Regions from separate parts of the Mus musculus genome. Here region 2 is linked to region 1. A link is a contact called in public Hi-C data. All regions are on one chromosome and are shown on one strand. Each heading gives the region's core, a stretch centred on a gene start, on an enhancer-like site or on the middle of the called end of the contact. The rest is flanking DNA. Distances are from core to core; before and after follow the strand shown.

Region 1 (4,323 bases), core at 543-3,042:
GAAGAGAGGGGACAATACACCATAAGCTTGGGAAATTGAGACTTTTGTAACAACTCATATCTCTTGTACATGTGTGTGTGTGCATGCGTGGTGTATATGGTATACATTTACAACGTATATGTAAACAAGTTTGTGAGCCCATGTGTGAGTGTAGAGGCCAGAATAGGATGATGGGTGTCTTGCCCTGCCATTATTTGTCTTTGTTTCCCTGAGACAGAATGTCTCACTGGACCAGGAGCTAAGCTGGTGTCTACCAACCCTTACCAATCCTGCTGCATCCACCTATCACAGAGCCAGAGTTCTTGGCCTCTGTGACCCTACATGGGTGGTAGGAATTCAAAAGCGGGTTCTCCTCCTTGCACAGCAAGCCTTCCTACACACTGAATCATCTCTTCCCCAACCTCCTAAAGCAACTCATACCTCAAAAGAAAGGGTCAGGTGTGTAGTCTGAGAATGCTAATGGTTAGTGTAAAGAATGGGAGAGGTCAGTTGAGCTATCTAGCAGCAAAGGCCTAATTTACAATGAAAAGAATTTAAATACTTTCCACTTTCCAAACAAACAAACAAACAAGCACTTAATAAGGGCTTAGTGTGTGTCTGGTAGTGTTTTAAAGGCCCAGCCTCCTTTCTTTCTCACAAGAACCAGGTAGTAGGTATGTAGTTGGCAGATAACACTTGAGGAGATGGAAGAATGGGAGGTTAAGTAACTTCCTAGGAGTTGGACAGACAGCAGGTGTAAAGCCAGGATCCAAAGACAGGCCAGCTGGCACTACAATCCAGGAACTAACCATTGAGAGAAAACAGAGTGACAGCAAACACTCACTGGACTCTACATTGAAGACACCACCTTAAACACCTGCTTTGCTGCTGGCCCTGGTGGTGCAGGCCTGTAATGCCAGCACTTGGAAGGCAGAGGCAGGATTTTGAGTTGGAACCCAGACTGGAAAACGTATTGAACTCCTATCTCAAAACAAAACAAAACAACAGGGGGGATGAGGGGTGTGGGGGGGGCATTTTACATGGATCCTCTCACTCAGTCCTCACAGTGACCCCTGTTTCGTAGATAAACTAACTCAATATAGTGCACAGTTCAAGGTCCTGGTCCCAGAAATCTACTTGAGTAAAAGAACACTTTGCCTTTTTATGCCACAAGCCTGACATTCGTTCTGCGGTGTTGCTGATAAATAAACTGTGAGGTAGTATTTGCAGCATCTACTTCAAAAGGCCTTTCTCTTTGTTGTTTACAGCTATCTGCCCATTCAAAAAGACCAACAAATGGGACTGTTTGAGGCCACGGGGCCTCCTGCTCTGTTTTGCTAGCAGTTTAGGAAAAAAAAAAAAAAGGAAAGAAAGAAAGAAAAGAAAAAAAACCCATCTGTTTAAACCACATCACACTGTGAATTCATTTGTGTTGCTTCTGCCCAGATGTGAAAGGCATTAGCTAATGAGGTCTGTGCTCATGTCAAGCAGGGAGCGTGCTCAGCTGTTCCTTAGGACATTCTATCAGCCGCGCTGTGTTTCCTGTAACCATCGGAAGCTCAACCCAGATGGCAGATCTTAACTATGGCAAATGGATCCAGTCTTCTTACCCCTAAGAACAAACAAACAAACAAAAGGAATTCGTAAAGTTCTGTGCTTTGGAGGGTTTTTTTGTTTACACATATATTTTTTTCTCTTTCTGCAACTAGCCTTAGGCTGCAGTTAAGTTCTCAGAAGGCTCGGCTCCTCTGCAGCTTCCTCAGAAGTGATGAGCTGATGGTATTTGGGGTTTGGGGTTTGAGAGAGGGGAAGTTTGGGGAAGGAAGCAGTGACACAGCCCAGGATTTCTTCTTAAGCGATGTACACAATTTACACTGACTCTGAAGTCAGAGAAAATGACATGCAAGGAGTCAGGCAGGCCAGCCGATGCTGTCACAGGACTATCATGTGAGGCCACCACAGTTGCGTATAGAAGATAGAGCTATGCTCAAGGACAGCATTGTGCTGAAAAATGAGCAGGCATGATGTTTAGGGTGACAAAAGGCTTCCTTGGGATTTGCCTTCAACAAGATCCAGTGAAATCCCAGGTTGCTTCTCTTTTGTGAGTCCTAATCCCTCAGCTCTCTCTCCCAGCCCTGGCAACCAGCAGGACCCAAACCCTGGAAACAAAGCTGACAAAATCCTCAGCTCTTCAGTGAAAGGAAAAGTATCTCAAGATCCCCAAATTCTCAGCACAAAGGAGAGTCATTTGCCCCAGAGACACAGAGGGCAGGGTTAGGGACAAAGACCAGGAGATAGAGGAAGAAGAAGAGGGGAGCAAGGGAAAGGGGAGAAAAGGGGCAAGGGAGGGGGGAGGAGTGTTTTTTCAGGGAGGGGGGATGGACAACAAGGACTGCCTCTGGACAGAGAAGAGTCAGACACGGCACATAGGAAAATTGTGGTTTATAAAGGGAAACCCTGTATTAGCAGAAGGTGTTTAATTTTAATTGGGCATGTTAATTAGGTGAGCCAAAGAGGGCTTTTGATAACTTCAGCTTGGTAGTCAGCCTCAGAAGGAGCTGACCGAATAAGAGAGTAGACCTTGGGGGATAACTTTAGGAATGGAATCTAATGGTTTTTTAGCAAGGCAAGGGAAATTGAGGAGAAGGCAAAGGCCTGACAAAGCCAGTCCCTTCATGCTCAGGCTGCCCACAGTCCCTTCACTCAACCTATGAGGAGGCCATCCTCTCTAGGCAGAACCTGGGGAGAGAACTTGGAGATTAGCAGGCAGATTTGGCATGGGGAATCAGCCTGCCATGGGAATGCAGAAAGGAAGGCAGTGTCTGTAACTGTATTTTCCAACCTTTTGCATGCACTCCCCCCCGCCCCCCAAAAAATAGGCCTTCTTCTTCTCTCCCCTTTGCAGTCAACCTCTGTGCTTCACCTCCTGAGAAAAGGCGCCCCCCTATTTTGTATCTCAGTGGGCATACAAGCTCAATGGGAAGAGAAGGTGGATCCAGGTAGCACTTAAGGTACAACAGAACCATGTTAGTCCACTTAGTGTTTTATGAGAGTCTGCAAAGGCAGCCCTTTCCCACGGGCTGTTAGCGTAGAGAGAACGTGGCTCGGCTTTCAGCATCACAAGATGCCCTGGCCAGGAGCTCTTGAAGTGAGCACAAAGTGCGCAGCCATATGAGACAACCAGCCAGAGAGAGGCGGTGGGGAGCGGGGTATTCAAAACGTCAGATCAATATAACACACCACAAATGGGTCAGGGACAGATGGGTAAGAACGCTCCATATGGCGAGCAGGCTCTGGACTGGTAAGTGTAACCGGAAGATCTCATTCTGAGTGGGGAGGGCATTACAAAGGAGAAAACTAGATGAGCAAAGGTGGGAAGGGAGAGGAAGCACACCGCGCCCACCCCCCCCCCCTCTTCTCCACGCTGCTGCTTTCTCCCTTGTTTGTATGTATGTGTCTTCCTTTAAAATATTTCCTCCCAGTCCTTGCTTTCATTCAGTCACCTTTCTTCCCTCAGGTCTTTGTGTGCATGAGGAAGCCTGTTCTGGTTCTGTCTGTACTAAGCCTTCTCAGCAGTAAGTATAGCGCATTGGTCTCCATAGTTACTAACCTCATTCCTGCCATGCGCTTCAGAGACACGGTAAAGATGGAGACACACACCTGAGGCTGCACAAACATCAGATTTACTGAATCTCTGAGGTTATTTAGCTTTAGTCTTCAGCCTGGGCAGTTGATTTTTTTTTTTCATTACTGTCTCTTTGTCTCTCTGTATGGTCTTAAAGGATGTGGTAAACATATAAGAAATATTAATGCCAGCACACTAGACCCACGGATGCATGATTGACACAATATATCAGTGAGTCATTTACCTGTTGCCCCTCCAAATGAAGGTGTATTTTCAGAACCCAGCTCTCCTTAGCTAACTGGCAAATTAGAAGAGCTTGATGCCAGCATATTTGGGGTTGTTTGCTTCCTCACCAAAAACAAAAAAGGGACTAGTGATAGAGGCAAAGAAGGTTGTCTGAAGTCTTTTCTAAACTATAAAGAGTTTCCCTGGGAAAGAACCATTGACAGAGCTCATGATGAGGTGGTAGGACTCCTTCTCTTACTTTGTTTTGTTTTGAGATAGGATTTTACTCTATATCCCAGGTTGGTCTTCAGTTATAATTCTCCTGCCTCAGACTCCCCAGTGCTGAGATTATAGGTATGTGCCACCACTCTTGCCTTTTACTGGTTTGGTTTGGTTTTTTAGGTTTGTTTGTTTGTTTGTTTGCTTGTTTGCTTGGTCTCTCTCTCTCTCTCTCTCTCTCTCTGTGTGTGTGTGTGTGTGTGTGTGTGTGTATA
Region 2 (4,323 bases), core at 636-3,135, 310 kb before region 1:
ATTCACTAAACCTGGAGCCTGCTATTTCAGATAATCTGAGTAGACAGCTTGCTCCAGGGAACTCCAGCACCTGCCTCCCTTATGCTGAAATTAAAGGCAAGCTGCCACACCCACTTGGCCTTTGCAAGGGTTCTGGAGCTCTTAACTCTGATGGTTCTCAGTCTTGCATGAAAAACACTTAACTAACAGAGCCATTTCTCCAACCTAAAAGAGCCTAACATGTTAGAGGTCTCCAAAAAAGGAGCAGAGAAAAAGAGTTGGGGCATCTAAAGAAAGAAAAATTGGCTCGTGCAACTATAGAGGCTGGCAAAGTCTAAAGGTCTGCTGATAGCCAACAGAGCCCCAGGGGAGTCGCTATATGCTTCTAGTTTAGATTGAGATTAGCCTGAGGATGAGGAAATAATTGGTGGCATTATCAAGTATCTGGGCATCGTGTGGACCAGTGAACAGATAAAATTAGCTACCAAGGTCTTTCATCAATAGACTTCTGGATCTAAGCCAACAAAAGACAGATTCACGTGACCCACACAAACACCAATGAATCTATCCTTGACAAATGCTAATGGCCAAGGTGCTGGTGGAGATGAGGGTAGAGCAGGAGAAGGGACAGGCCTCCTTGCTGAACCTGTTCTTTAAGCTGAAGAAGAAGGCAGATACATGAGAGCCAGCGATGGTCGCCTCCTTTACCGTGAAACTCAAACCGTAGATCTTGACATTTACAAGTGAAATAGAGAAAAGTTAAAAGGTAACATACAGGCTCAGAGACTTTCATGTCAAGGGGGGGGGGGGAGATTCTGCAAAGGGAGAGAGGCTATTGAGAATGGCACTACAGTTCTGTGGTTTTTCTAGAAAGCAGGGGCCACAGGGTTTGGCAGTAATAAGCTACTTCCATACCCTTAATATTCACAAACACAGAAGATTGAGGAGAGGAAAAGGCCACAATAGAAACAAAGTAGGGGAAGAAACTTTCTTACCAACTGGAATTTTACAAACCACAGAATTCTCTGCTGGCAATCTTAAAGAGCCCCACAATGAAGATTAAACCTATGGTCTGGGCCCATTGGCATTCACATCAAATACCCCATAAATGCTCAAAAATGAAAATAACAGGAAGGGGGAAAAAAAAGAAAAATCTCTATAGAAGTTCCAAGTAGGGTAAAAAGATCACCAAAAAGAAATTTTGAAGCTAAGTCAGCACTTTGTAGTGGGAAGTGAAAGAGAGAAGAGGAACTGAATTTCAAAACTCAAGAGAAGCTCCATAAGTCAGAAGGTACCATTTGTGGATCTGAGTACAATTTTCTCTGGGATTTGTTTAGTGGTAGCAAATTCTCTATCTGCAGTCCATTGCTGAGGCTACATTAGTTTTCAGGCCATCATATGGACCACATAGCATAGGAAACCCAATCAGAGGCAAGAAGACTCAGCTATTGCTTGAGTGTGAGCCTATAGCTCATGCCCTCAGTGCATTAGGGAGAACACCTAGCGATACCACAAGAGCTGCACACCTGACCAGCAATATCCTGTTTTGAAAAAACTAAAGAAAAGTCAGTTAATTGCCATCATTTGAAGATCAAATCTGGTTACTACCTTCTAGGCTGAAAATCTTCTTTTTCTAATTAAGATCCTGGAAATCTTCCAAAGGGGATGTGTGCCCTCACCCAGCCCCTCCTACCCAAGAAAGCAGCTCTTTGCCTTGTGCCACAGCAGAGAGAGAGAATCACCCATGTCCGGGTGTGTAGAAATGGTACCTTGTTTCCTGACCACTCTTAGAACTGTAGCAAGAGGTAGAGAAATTGGAAGCAAAGGAGTTGGAACAGGGAGATAAAGCAAGGGAGCAATACCAAAGGGGAAAAACCCCATGCTTGCTTCTCTCTCATTTCCCCTTTCCAAACACAATCTGCAGAGGAGCTCAAACACAAGCTTTCTTTTCACTTTTCCAATAAGTATGTTTGTTACCCCTCCCACTGAAGGAAGTTTTCCAAACCCTGTTGGTTTGTCTTAACAGGTTGGAGGGATTCCCATTAGAAAAGAGACACTGGAGAGCCCTAGTTAATAACTCCTGAGCAGGAGAGCACAGGTCACATCTCTCTGGACAGGTGGCATACAATACACTCTGTGTCTTAAGCCAATGCCAGTTCTGAAAAGGACAAGATGGAGTAACTGGTGTTTGTCAAGCAAAGCTAAGAGATGAGAAGGGATGGGGACCTCTGCCAACAGGATGAGCCGCTCTAGGCGACAAAGATAAGGTCACCCAGGCATTTAAAGGGTTAAGTCAAGATGAGCAAAAAGAAAAGGAATAAGCTGAGACCCGGGGTAAGTGAGACAGAGATGGCCCACCACACAGTTCGTGACTCCAGATCTCATGCATCATGGTATCCAGTATTTTAGATTTGCTATTTTTGTTTTAAAATTATGTGCATGTGTAAGTGTGGATGCCACTAGAGGTCAGAAGAGGGTGTTAGACCCCTTGTAGCTGGAGTTGTGGGTGGTTGTGAGTCATCAGATCTAGGTTTCTGAACATGGGTCTTCTACAAGAACAGTACATGCTCTCGACCACTAAGGCATTCCCTTATCCCAGAGTGTTTTAGATAACATGTCACCCATATAAGTTATACTCTGGTGCCCCTTCTTACCAGACCATTCTCATCTTAAGGAACTCACTTCCTCTCCAAAGATAGAGACCTTTGACCACATGACTCAAGAATGCTATAACAGAAGACAGTTGTATCCTCAGCTAAGTTGGGTGCCCTGATCATGCCTATGGTCCATCCATGTCCTTGATGATGCAGAACTTTAGGGTTACTTGACTCCAAAGAATGCACCTGCCCATTCAGGTTGTTCCTGCAGGATCTTCAAGTTCCCAGGATTTCCTGAATCCCAGCCTTCAGTATCTGTAGGGTTTTCTAAAGTTTCCTTCTATCCCAGTGTTTACAACATGGATCCCCACATCCCTCTTCAACTACATCCTGTCTATAAAGTTCAACGAGCTGTGACAGTACTGTGCCACACCACTTTAACAGACTCCAAAACTTCTCCATGTTTTGAGTTCACAGTGCAATAAGATGAGATCACTGGCTCCTCTAAAGTTCACCAAGTTGAAATTCTAAATGGAATGCCTCTGTGGGAAATTCTTGAAACATGGGAGAAGAAAGCAAAGTAAATTTCTCATCCTGGTTTTATTTCAAAGACCACAGAGGCAAGAAATGCTCCATGCACACAGCAACTTGCTCTTGTCTAGTGCTTTGCCCATCGTGCCCAAGCATGGATGCACTTAGAGTATGGAAAGCTCTTCTCAGGCAGTATGTGGGGTCCTGATGCAACTGATCTGTTGTGCTGTCCCTGCATTAATGAATAACTCAGCTTAGAAATCACTGCTAGTTCCCTCCATAGTGCCTTTAAGAGACAATTTTTACAATCAACATTCTATGCTGGTCTCTTGTCTGTCACATATCTCTTCACAATTGTCTTAGAATGACTCTGTGACTCATTTCACAAGTCAAAAAAAGCCCGATTCCATTTTTAGTAGATGTGAGTAACTATAATTTTTATCTCTCCGTGTTTGGAAAGTGTGTGGCCTTTATAATGCATTTTCTGGTGAGTGTTCTCAATCGACTCTCACTGCAACCCCAAGCCAAAGTCAGATGTTAACCTTCTCGTTTTAAAGACAAAGAAGGTGAGGCCTAAAAGAAGGGACACGGAGACAAAAATGGAAGAGCCAGGTCTGCCATTCCTATCTTCTAGGCACCACCCAGTGCCAGCCACAGCAAGTTCTCAGGTTGTACTATGAGCTACCATTATTTCCTTTTCATCATGCTTTTCAGTGCGAAATGCACTAGGTTTGAGCTAAGGCCTGGGACTCTGCATTTCCGACCTGCTATTAGTGATAGCAATGCTTCTCTGGTCCATAACACTGGGAGTCAAGTCATTACAGATTCACACAATGCTTCCTTTCAAGTCGTAGTGAAGAAAATACTGAACTTCTCGTGTCTTCTAGACACTCCTGAGTCAATACACATGTGTTCATCAAGCCGTTAGATCCTTGGCTGTTACCTCTGGCTAGAATATGTGTTATTGTTTTGGCAGGCAGATCATAATCGTGTTTGTATCTGGGATCACTGACAGCTGGAGTTTCAGCAGCTAGAGTCCCCCTACTCTCCCTCTCCCACTGTGTTCCTAGTTCCTTCACACTGGCATGGTTGGATCCATGGGACCACTGGGACATCTGGCCCTGCAGCTGGCCTGAGCTTGAGTCTGGGAACATAATAATGATTCATTTGATGTCATCTAAGTCCTTAGATGACATCTTCAGTTTCCAAAAACAGA

Evidence for each region. Hi-C and Micro-C count contacts between places; a contact is called where the count stands out from the background.
Region 2: a contact with region 1 is called in a Hi-C map of bone marrow-derived macrophages, with 23 read pairs. The contact joins two enhancer-like sites. A contact is called at or near these places in 3 of 39 promoter capture datasets (cranial neural crest, liver and stem cell-derived epiblast-like cells), 1 of 15 datasets of contacts at CTCF or cohesin (pro-B cells), 3 of 484 Hi-C or Micro-C datasets (Th1 cells, bone marrow-derived macrophages and macrophages) and 3 of 115 datasets of contacts at active chromatin or transcription factors (CD8 T cells, embryonic stem cells and regulatory T cells).

What each region holds. Positions count from the first base shown.
Region 1 is chr1:60,625,145-60,629,467 of GRCm38.p6, reverse strand. No RefSeq gene overlaps it. Among named protein-coding and RNA genes, the nearest start is that of Gm38388, 28 kb to the right of the region's middle. Within about 2 kb of position 1,792, at least 101 of the 459 cell types and tissues checked have an H3K27ac peak or open chromatin away from gene starts, as enhancers often do. A contact at or near this core is called in CD8 T cells, Th1 cells, bone marrow-derived macrophages and 2 more, where this site is marked.
Region 2 is chr1:60,938,348-60,942,670 of GRCm38.p6, reverse strand. All of the region lies in intron 9 of Gm34649 (a long non-coding RNA gene), which reads right to left. Among named protein-coding and RNA genes, the nearest start is that of Gm34649, 19 kb to the right of the region's middle. Within about 2 kb of position 1,885, at least 60 of the 459 cell types and tissues checked have an H3K27ac peak or open chromatin away from gene starts, as enhancers often do. A contact at or near this core is called in CD8 T cells, Th1 cells, bone marrow-derived macrophages and 2 more, where this site is marked.